Regions from separate parts of the Mus musculus genome. Here region 2 is linked to region 1. The links are chromatin contacts, called in public promoter capture Hi-C maps. All regions are on one chromosome and are shown on one strand. The core of a region is the stretch at or near the end of the contact, and the rest is flanking DNA. Distances in the headings are between cores, read along the strand shown.

What was found. Promoter capture Hi-C pulls out the DNA fragments that hold promoters and counts their contacts.
Region 2: a promoter capture Hi-C map of hippocampal neurons shows a contact between it and region 1, with 5 times the contacts expected there. The contact joins the promoter of Lum here to the promoter of Nudt4 in region 1. A contact is called at or near these places in 2 of 39 promoter capture datasets (cranial neural crest and hippocampal neurons).

What each region holds. Positions count from the first base shown.
Region 1 is chr10:95,560,825-95,566,129 of GRCm38.p6, reverse strand. Nudt4 (nudix (nucleoside diphosphate linked moiety X)-type motif 4) reads left to right here and starts at 1,984. Exons shown (of 5, transcript NM_027722.5): 1 at 1,984-2,468. The coding sequence starts at 2,373.
Region 2 is chr10:97,563,363-97,568,667 of GRCm38.p6, reverse strand. Lum (lumican) reads right to left here and starts at 3,167. Exons shown (of 3, transcript NM_008524.2): 1 at 2,783-3,167; 2 at 1-444. The coding sequence starts at 423.

The sequences.
Region 1 (5,305 bases), core at 735-3,234:
GTCCAGCATTTGAAGGATAGGATCAGGAATTCTGGGCCAGCCTGGGCTACATGAGACCCTAGCTCCAAATAAAACACAATAAAAAGGCCACTTTATCAACAGCACTCATCTAAAAGTAGCACCTGGTATCAGTCCTACTGGAATCCCTAGATTAATAAATGTGTTTGTAAATCCTGAACTTCAAGTGGCTTCAGTAAGAACAGCTTGGAAAAATGTCTCTGTACAGACTTGATTTCTAATTGTGGTGAAGCTTCATTCCTTAAACCATCTATTCAACATGAACTCACTCTCCAAACTTGCATCTGCTAGGCTCCGGGGAAAGGCAGGCACCAAAGAGTGCTCACCATGCGTCTCAGTGAAGCCTTACAACCCTGCTTGCGGTATCAGCTTCCGGTCCTTTCTACAGCCACATTGGCTTCTTTCATTTCTAAGAGCTCTGCCCCCTCCCTGACCTTTGCATAAACTCCAGTTCTAGGCTCCTGAGAATTTGACTCTTTTGTCTTCTCAGCCCCTCCTCCCCTTGCTGCCTTAGCTGCCTTCGATGCTTGCTTCTTTCCCCTCTGGTCAAAGATCTGCGAGACCCACTACTCCCAAATCAATTTAATATTCCGCCCCGTGATTGGTCACTAATTCTCTGTTCTTAGGTTCTTATTCGACTGGAGGGGCAGGGTCTGACCGGTTTTGTAAGATGCCAGAGCCTGGCACACCGGAGGCCTTCCAGGAATGAAAAACAAAACGGATGTGGCTGTCTAAACAGTTCTGTGGGAAGTGAAGCTCCTGTAGGTTAGGAGTTCGGGTTTTGAAATAGGGTCTCATGTAGACCAGTCTAGTCTCACCAGTTCTAAATGGCAGGGAATGGCCTTGAATTCCGAATCCTTCTGTTTTGGGCTCTCAAGTGCTGGGATCACATACCTGGGATTCCACACCTGATTTGGATTAGGGGTTTTCTTGAATTCCAGTGATGTCAGGTCTCCTACTTTTTTTCTTTTTCTTTCTTTTCTTTCTTTCTTTCTTTCTTTCTTTCTTTCTTTCTTTTTTTTTTTTTTTTTTTTGGTTTATGGTTTTAGGTTTTCGAGACAGAGTTTCCTCTGTATAGCCCTGGCTGTCCTGGAACTCACTCTGTAGACCAGGTTGGCCTTGAACTCAGAAATCTGCCTGCCTCTGGCTCCCAAGTGCTGGGATTAAAGGCGTGCACCACCACTGCCCACCGGTCTCCTACTTTCTATCTTGGCTCTTCAATAGCACTGAAATATTGGGAGTTGTTCCAAGTGCCTAAAACTGTAAGCTTCCAGACAACAAACATCCCACTGATTTACTGCTATGGCCTTACTTAGAATGAGATACACACAGAATAACAGCCATAACCAGTGTTCATGAATGCACTCTGGAGGGTCAGCGGAGGTGGGGATGCCACAACACAGACAACTGGCTATAGTCCACTTCAAAGCCTCAGCTGACTCTTCAAGAGCACATAAAAGCACTCTCATCGAAACAGAGGAAGTGGGGAGAGGGAGAAGGAAGGGGAGAGGAGAGAGAGAACTCAATGAATTTAACCTTCCTAGCCTTCACAAGCAATGCTAACCGCGATGCTTCAGTAGTCCTGCCATGGCTCCGGGGACCTTGGCTCCAGGACCCAGTACTGGGGTCCGTCCCTAAAGGGAACTCTATCGGACCTCTAAAACGGAGAACGAGGAGGTCTCTGCTCGCTTCCCTTCCCTGGCCTTGTACAAAGCGCACCCCCCCCCCCAAAAAAAAAAGGCCTCTGGAGCACTCGCCCGCGGGCAGGGCAGAGCTGGCGGAGCCCTAGACTTAGGCCTCGAGCCCCGCCCCCCGGCTGGTCGAAGCCGCGCCCCCAGCTCCCCACCCTACCCCCGCCCGGCAACGGTCCTGGCGCGCAGGCGCACTGGCGCGCCCAAAGGAGGGAGCGCGCCGGCGCGCGCGCGCGGGAGCCCCGCTTAAATGCGGGCGAAGGGGGCGGCGCGCATCCTCGGCGTCTCTGCCCGGTCTGCACCGTCGCTTCCAACTGTCTCCGCGTGGCACGAGCCACGAGCCGCGCTCTTCCCCCGGCGGCGGCGGCGGCGGCGGGTGCAAGCAAGGAGTGGCTGCGAGCGGCGGCGGGCTCCATGGAGAGCGGCGGGCGCCGGAGCAGAGGCGGCGCTTCCACCGCTGCGCCCGGACTGCAGTGACCCGCGTTCCGCCCCGCGTCCCGGCGGCCGCCCGGCCTCGCCGTCCGTGTCCGTGCCGCCGCCGCCGCCCGTCCCACCGGCGCCCGAGCATCGCGACTTCCTTCGGCCCGACTCCCCGGCGGGGTGGCGGCGGCCGGGTCCCCACGGTGGCGGCCGGAGCAGCGGCTGCAGGAGCCCGGCTCTAGGATGAAGTTCAAGCCCAACCAGACGCGGACGTACGACCGCGAGGGCTTCAAGAAGAGGGCGGCCTGCCTGTGCTTCCGCAGCGAGCAGGAGGACGAGGTAAGCGCGGGGACAAAGGCTGGCGACCGGGCTTCATCCCGCACCCCCCTGCACCGCCCGGGCCTGCGGGTCACCGGCAACCCCCACGCCCGGAGCTGGAGATCGGCCTCCGGGGTTCGCCAGCCTGCCTTTTAGACCTCCCATTAGGTCGCAAGCTGTTGGCTTCATTACGTAGATACCTCCTTTTGCAAAGCGGACTCCGCTTTTAAAGTTTTTCTGACGACCGAAAGATGGCCAGCGAGAGATGTGGAATGACGCCAGAAGGGACAAGATAGGCCAGGAACGGGGCGAAGTTGCCCTTTTCAGCCCGGCCATCTCTCGCTCTTCTGGTTTCTCAAGGCTGTTCTGCGGTGTGACTTGACATCTGGGAAGGAGCGGCGTGTGATTTTACCCGACCCTTCGCCCTGCTTTGGACGGATAGGGACCTTTGGAGTAATCTCTGGGAGAGCCTATTTTATTTCACTTCAGTTCTATTCGGTTTTAAAATGATTCCGTTTTCATCCTGCTCTGGATAGTTCAGTCACTTGGTAGCTGGGGGAAATCTTGTAGCGCTGCCACGCCTAAAATGAACTGATAGAGGAAAAAAAGTTAGCGTTCTGAGTTCTGCTTCTGTAGCCGCGTCCAGGGAAGCACCAAGCATAAAACTGGAGATGGGATCTAATGGCTTCCTTATTGCTAGCCCCTGAAGTTATGATAAGTATGACAGCGTACACTCAGTGGTGGTTAACAGATAGCCGCGTGCTTGAAAGTTAGGATCTTTAAACCGCTTTTGCTTTTTATTTATTTATTTTAAAGGTTGATTTGAAAGCTTCTAAGTGTTAAACCCAAATCCCGAAGGAACTTCTAGAGAAAGGTCTTTGAGCTGAGTCTACTTAGAAGAGAACGGAATATAGGACCTTTTAAAAGTGCACAAAGGACAAAAAAGGCCAACAAGCCTTAAATGCAGTCTATCATGGGGTGGGGGGAGTCTTTGAAGGAGGTGCCGTGCTAGGGCAAGGCAAACTAAGTATAAAAACATGTAATAGCGAATAGTGACCCAGGATCCAGTCTGACCTGTTCACTGCTCTATCGGATTTTTAGCTGAGCGTTTACAATGAGTTAGGTGCAACCCGGGAGTGTTACATTTAATCCTTTTAGCACTTGGAGGTAGTACTGGTCCGCCCTGTTTTATAGGTGAGAAGACGGCTTTGAGCAGAAATTCTTTGTCCAGATGACAGAATTAGGTAGCAATCATAGTTAGGGATGTAGTTCCTACCCCAGAAAGCTGGCCTCTTGGTAAAGGGCCTCTGCTCAGCAGTCGGGTGCTCCGTGTTTTGTGAGGCTAAACTTGAAAGCCTTTTAAGTTACCTTTGAGATTGTGCCATAATACACAGTTGGAAATTCAGGGCCCATTTTGTGTGTATGTGGGGGGGGGTGTCTGGGGGTGTGGGGGGTTGTTTGGGGGTGGGATGTATCTGTGTGTGTCCCTAGGGGAAGCTATGAGGATAGGAGAAATCAAAATTATCTAAATTGTGTGTCTGGCAAGGCAGTCTTGACAAGAGCTCCATAAATGACTTTAAGCAGGTAGGTGGATTGGTGTGTGTGTGTGTGTGTGTGTGCTTGGAAATTGTTTCTGCTGGAAGCGTTGCTAAAGGAGATAGCACCATGGTCGAGAGCTTGCCTCGAACACAGGAGCCTGGGTTCAATCCTGGGCTCCTCTCTCTCTCTCTCCAGGAAGTTGCTGTAAAATCATTGCTACAGCCTGTTTTCAAAATGAGACCAGTATTTTTAAATACAGTGAGATGAGCAAGGCTTGGGGAGTATTAGAGAAACCCATTATGTAAAGCGCTGGCTCTTGGAGCCTGTAGGCTGGGGGACCCCGGTGAATCAACTTGTTAGGGGATATGCTCTGAGGGAAGACGCTGGAATTCTCCCGAGCACACAGCCAACTTTCAGCATCTGGTTTGGCTCTTTGGAAATTTTACTTCTGTGGTTGTGTACAGTTGAGGCTCTTTCTATTATGTGATAATTACGGAATAGACTCTTAGCAGCACAGTAAGATGTCTGGGAAAGCTACAGGTGGGCTTTCCCTGTTGAAATGATACCACGAGCCATCCAAGGATAGACCAAAGCTGCTTGTCCCACCCTTCCAGCTAATGGGTAAAAACTGCTTATTTATTGGGTTAAGGAGTTGTAGGTCCTGGTTAGAACATTTAAATGTATGTTTTTAAAGATGAGGGTAACTTCAAAAAAAAAAAGTTAATTACCATCTGATCCTAAAAGGCTACGGAGAGCCCCCATTGGCTGGCTCACCTGAGTGCCGGGATTATAGGCGAGAGCCTTGATGCCCACTGAGAACAGGTTTTTCTTTTTTTTTTTTTTTTTTTTTTTTTTTTTTAAGATTTATTTATTTATTATATGTAAGTACACTGTAGCTGTCTTCAGACACTCCAGAAGAGGGAGTCAGATCTTGTTACAGATGGTTGTGAGCCACCATGTGGTTGCTGGGATTTGAACTCTGGACCTTCGGAAGAACAGTCGGGTGCTCTTACCCACTGAGCCATCTCACCAGCCCGAACAGGTTTTTCTTATAGTAGTGGTTCATACTGGTGCACGCCATAACTACCAGCATGTGGGAGGCAAAGGGGGTCTGATCTCTGAGTTCAAGGCCAGCCTGGTCTACAGAGTGACAGGGCATATAAATTAGGGCACAGAAGTAACATATCTCAAGGTCACAGAACAAGCAGGACTTGACTCCCCGTGTTTTTAAGTCTTCAGTGTATCTGAGCAGCCTCTCTGGCTAGTTTTTCCTGTGGAGGCCTGTCAGCTTCAGTGTGGCTTTGAGCCTTCAGACCAGC
Region 2 (5,305 bases), core at 1,918-4,417, 2.0 Mb before region 1:
GTCTTGCAGGGACTTTGGAAGTGGACCGACGGACTCGGTCAGGTTGTTGTAGTTTATATGCAGTTTCTTCAGTTGTTTCAGCTTAGAGAAAACCTTTCCTTTGATCTTGGAGTTTTCTAGAAGGTTGTGGTCAAGAATGAGCCACTGCAGGTCTGTGACGTTCTCAAAGGCCTTCTCATCAATATGGTCGATTTGGTTATTCCTCAGGTAAAGGTACTTGATGCCAGGAGGAACCATTGGCACACTCTTCAACTTGAGGTCATCACAGTACATGGCAGTTGGGTAGCTGTGGGGGCAGTTACATTCTGGTGCACAGTTGGGTGATATTTGCCCATACATGAAGAGAGGGATGTCATAATCGTAGTATTGGCCACTGACACTACCGACTAATGCCAAGGCAAGAGAGAACGCACATACATTCATTTTCAGCAAGTCCTCTGTGACCTACATAAAGTGGAAAAACGAATCATTACAGCATAATATAATTTCAAGGGGAAAAAAAGTTCAATTTTCATTAAATTCATTAACAAAGTGCGTTTTTTTTTTTTCATTTCATTTTCAGTGCCTCCAAAATAGTGTCTTCACTGCCCTTTGAAACTTTCTATTTAAGTATAAGGAGAAGGCTGCCGGGAAGGGGAGGGTGTGTGTGTGTGGGGGGGGGGGGGGGCGTGTTGTTCACACCTTTGGGTGGAAACAGGTTTCAGGTGTGTACGCATGCGCCCCCTTGTGGTCTGGCTTCCAAATTTTTAGGCCCTGTCTTCTGATACTTCCTTAATCGATATATCAGTCAGGGTATTTCCTGGTGGCACCATCTCACACAATGTGAGAAACCCTATTTAAGAATATCCCCTAATCCAGAAGAAAGGACACTTAGAAGACAACAGGAAATTCCTCCGTATATTCTGCCATCAACATCATTAAAATGTCTCATTAGAGAGATCCTAAGTGGGTGCAGGGGCAATCTGTGGTTTTGCCCTGAGGCAAACTGCTCTTGCTGCTTGTGAGGTAGAAGAGGCAATAAGCGCATTCCTTTCAAGGGGCCTTGTTATTGTTGTGGATTCTGGGGAAAGGGGGTTGAATTCTTAGATGGATGTTTACATTATTTGCAGCTTAACATCCCCTGCTTTAAAATCCATTGGAAGCTGTATCTGAAGCTAGTATTTAGTAAATTAATTTTAGAAGAACAAATATTTACCCAACAGGGAAACGTCAGACAGTGTTGGCTTTTATATCCAAACCAAAAAGGATACCAATTATACGAAAATAACCTTCTCTCCAACTTTAAAAGCTAAGTCCTTCTCCATTTTAAATCATGAGTTCATCTTCTTTGTGCCAACTGTAAGGTAACATGATTTGCTAATGCAGATTTTAGTGCCTTCAGAAAGTGGAGGCAGGAGAAGGCAGGGAATAAAAGACAAAACAAAAATAAAATAATAGTGATGTTGGCTTCATGAAATGTGTGCTGAGAGTGTAAGTTCAAAAAATTTCCTGGTAGTTATTTTCACATAACATATTTCTAAGATGAGATTCAACAATGATTCGAAATTCAGAGAAAAGCTAGCCATTTGCATAAAAGAAGGCTAGAACTTAAGAGTTGGGAATCACAGAATGCATTGTAAGAAAGCCCATGTTCCTGTGAGTGAAACAACATGAAGAGAATCCACATTCAATTACACCCTGCATTGCATGATATTTCATGCAAATAATATGAGACAAGCATTTGCATCAGGTAATTTGGAGGAAGTAGAAGTTGGGAGACCATGCATTTTAAATATATATGCTTTGCTTTAGCTTAGAATCATGACAGACTTCAGGAAAAGAAACATTGAAAAAGATTTTATGAAAGATACACTTGAAATTCTAACCTCAGATACAGTCACAATGCTAATAAATTATGCCCTTGCCCATGATTCTGATGGGAATTTTTAATTGAATAGTTAGGATTTGCCCTGCCTAGCACTAGGAACACAGTAACAGTACATAATCACATAAATGAATCTGTTGATTCATTTAAGTTTTGACTTTTTAAATGGAATATGCATACTAACAAAAATTTATTCCACAGTTTTGGCAAAGTAAAACTTAACAGTCTGAAATCAAAGCAACCTTGTGAACATACAATGCCTCCTCTGTGAGGGTAAGTCATACATTCGGCCCCTACTTTTTTAAATACCTCTGGTCATGAAAGAAATGCTTTTCTGCAAAAATGTAAATTGTTTCCCAGAAACTTTTAAAAACATGTACCTTAAGGTGTATATCCAAAACCACAGATCTTTAAAATGAGCAAAACACGGAGAAGTGATCCACACAAGTAACTGAGTCCTCCTGCTAACATTTTATAACCCAGAATGTTTATTGCGACCTGTAACAACATATTTTATTGCAAAACCCCTTGACTGCTGCTGGTGGTAGTGGCCTTTTTCTGTCTCAATACTAGATTTCAACATTATAACAATATGTAGCTAATTAGCATAGATAACATTTTAATTTCTGTACGTTTTTGAGTGTCTAACTTTTTTTTTTTTTTTCATTGCAACCTTGGAACGTTTTAAATTTCCCTTGCCAATCAGTCTGGCATACAGAGTGAAATTAATCCAATAGTGATGGAAAGTATAATAGGTAAAATGTGAAAATAAATGTTCAAAACTGTCATTGAATAGCAAATTGGCAAAATTCCTCTAGATCTTTTTTTTTCCTGTTCCTGTTAAAATTAAACACTGTCCCCAAGACTCAGCATCCCCTGGGGTATAGTAAGAAAAAAAAAAAAAAAAAAAGCACTTACCTTACTCTCTTGACACTGTTTCCGTTAATTTCTTAAACAGGCACACTGTGAACAAGAATCCACTAACATATGCTGTGAACTCTGTCAGGGTGGGACTGGCTGCCAGAGTCTCAGTGATACAAGAGCTGAGGAGCGTGGGGGGTGGGGGGGGGGGACCAGCCCAATCACGCCAGCCTCTGGATGAAGTTATGTCACTGTGGGCTCTTGTGGTGTTGCCTCTGAGCAAGCTTCTCTCTAACGAAGTGCAGGTGGACAAAACAGACCCTTCCACTCTGGAATCGGGGTTGGGGGAAGAGAGAGAGACAGAGAGAGAAGTACTTTACTGGATTAAACCCCTAAGAATCGAGCTTGCTACAAATGAGGCAGTTCGGTGTGAGAGGGTTTCTGCTGCAAACTTCTGAACTTCTGCATGTGTGGTGGCGGTGAACTGTGATCTGCTCAGCCAAGTCTTGTGCTCCTGTAAAGACCTCATAAATCACAAACAGAGCAAAGAATCTCAGGAAAATGCAAATGAGCACACGCAAAGGAACTGAGTCTTTTTTTTTTTTTTTTTTTTTTTTTGGCCACCCCTCTTGGATTACTTATTTGATTCACTTGGGTTAGCTTGCTCTTTGTCCTAAGGATGCATTCATTTCTGTACTGTGAGCAGCGCTTCATATACACGTTGAGACAACTGATAGGGTGAATGTCTTCTTTAGCTTGTCATGTTGAGGAAACTCTTTCTCATGTTCTTCAGATCTGGAACCACTCAGCCAAGGTCTGACCTGTTTTTCATTTGTGGATTTCCTCAGGAACTCACTCAAAACCCTACTTGAAGATTATATTCTATACTTTAAAGCCAAAAAAAGCAGAACAAAGATAACATAAATATATCCTAAAAATATCACAAGTCACTAATCTTTTTCATTCTGTTACCAGACTATTCTGACTTTTTTTCCAAGGTGGAAGGCACCCAAAGTTGTGGTCTGTCCAAAGGCCTGGCTTGATAGAGTGTTCTAACTCACTTTCTGGTATGTAATGTAGCAAATGAGTAATTTATTCAAGCCCTTATTGCTTTAATTACTTGAGAAGATTATATATATTTATAGGGTATATTTTTATTTTAAAATATTCACTTTCTATTTTTTAATTAGATATTTTTAAATTACATTTCAAATGCTATATCAAAAGTTCCCTATATCCTCCCCCAGCCCTGCTCCCCTACCCACCCACTCCCACTTCTTAGCCCTGATGTTCCCCTATACTGGGGCATATAAAGTTTGCAAGACCAAGGGGCCTCTCTTCCCAGTGATGGCCGACTAGGCCATCTTCTGCTACATATGCAGCTAGAGACATGAGCTCTGGGTACTGGTTAGTTCATATTGCTGTTCCTCCTAGAGGGTTCAGACCCCTTCAGCTGCTTGGGTACTTTCTCTAGCTCCTCCATTGTGGGTCCTGTATTCCATCCAATAGATGACTGTGAGCATCCACTTCTGTATTTGCCAGACACTGGCATAGCCTCACAAGAGACAGCTATATCAGGGTCCTTTCAACAAAATTTTGCTGGCATAGGCTATAGTGTCTGCATTTGGTGGCTGATTATGGGATGGATCCCCGAGTGGGGCAGTCTCTGGATGGTCCAGTCTTTCATCTTAGCTCCAAACTTTGCCTCTGTAACTCCTTCCATGGGTGTTTTGTTCCCTATTCTATAAAACTCTTAGAGCAAGCTGTTTCAGTATAGGTTCTACATTTTAGTTATTTTCCTTTAAAGATAGCTTGAGACACAGCTCAGTTGGTACAGCGTAGCATTAATAAAGAAATGGGTTCAATCTCCAGCATCAGATAAACTAGATGTGATAACACACAGAGGTAGGTAATTCCAGTGCTTGAAGGGTAGGGACGGGAAGAGCAGGAATTTAAGTTCATCCTCAACTACATAGTGTATTGAATCCTGCCTGGGATTCATGAGACCCCCATCTCAACATAACAATGTAAATGAAACAAAAATCAGAGTACATATCCAGTGTTTCAAATGTTAATAGTGAGACCTGAGAGGGGTACAAGTCAATAATCATGACCTTATTCACCTGGAAAGTTCACACTAGTATAAATGCCTTACATTCATTGCATATATGGAATTCAAGTTTTAAAAATATGTGAATACATATTTATACAATGTATATATGACATGAGATGTAGGGAAGACCGTTTTTAGAGGAAGGTAGCCAATGGGACTTTTGAAAGACAAAAGATGGTTTTATCCTTGCTTGAAACTGACAGAATCGAAAGATTTTTAAGTGTGATTTATTGTTATAACTATTACTATTAATAAAAATAATTATTATTATTTATAAGAATATTGTGGTGAAAGACCCACAACGTGAGGACTCCCCCACGTTCTGACTCAGGAGAGGCGACACCCCAAAATCACCCACAAGAAACGGGTCTTGCTGCAAATTGCAAGAGGATTTTTATTCAAGAGCGCTCTCGGGCCCATGGTCATACACCACGCAGGGGTAGAGGACCGTGGCGCCCCGAGTAGCT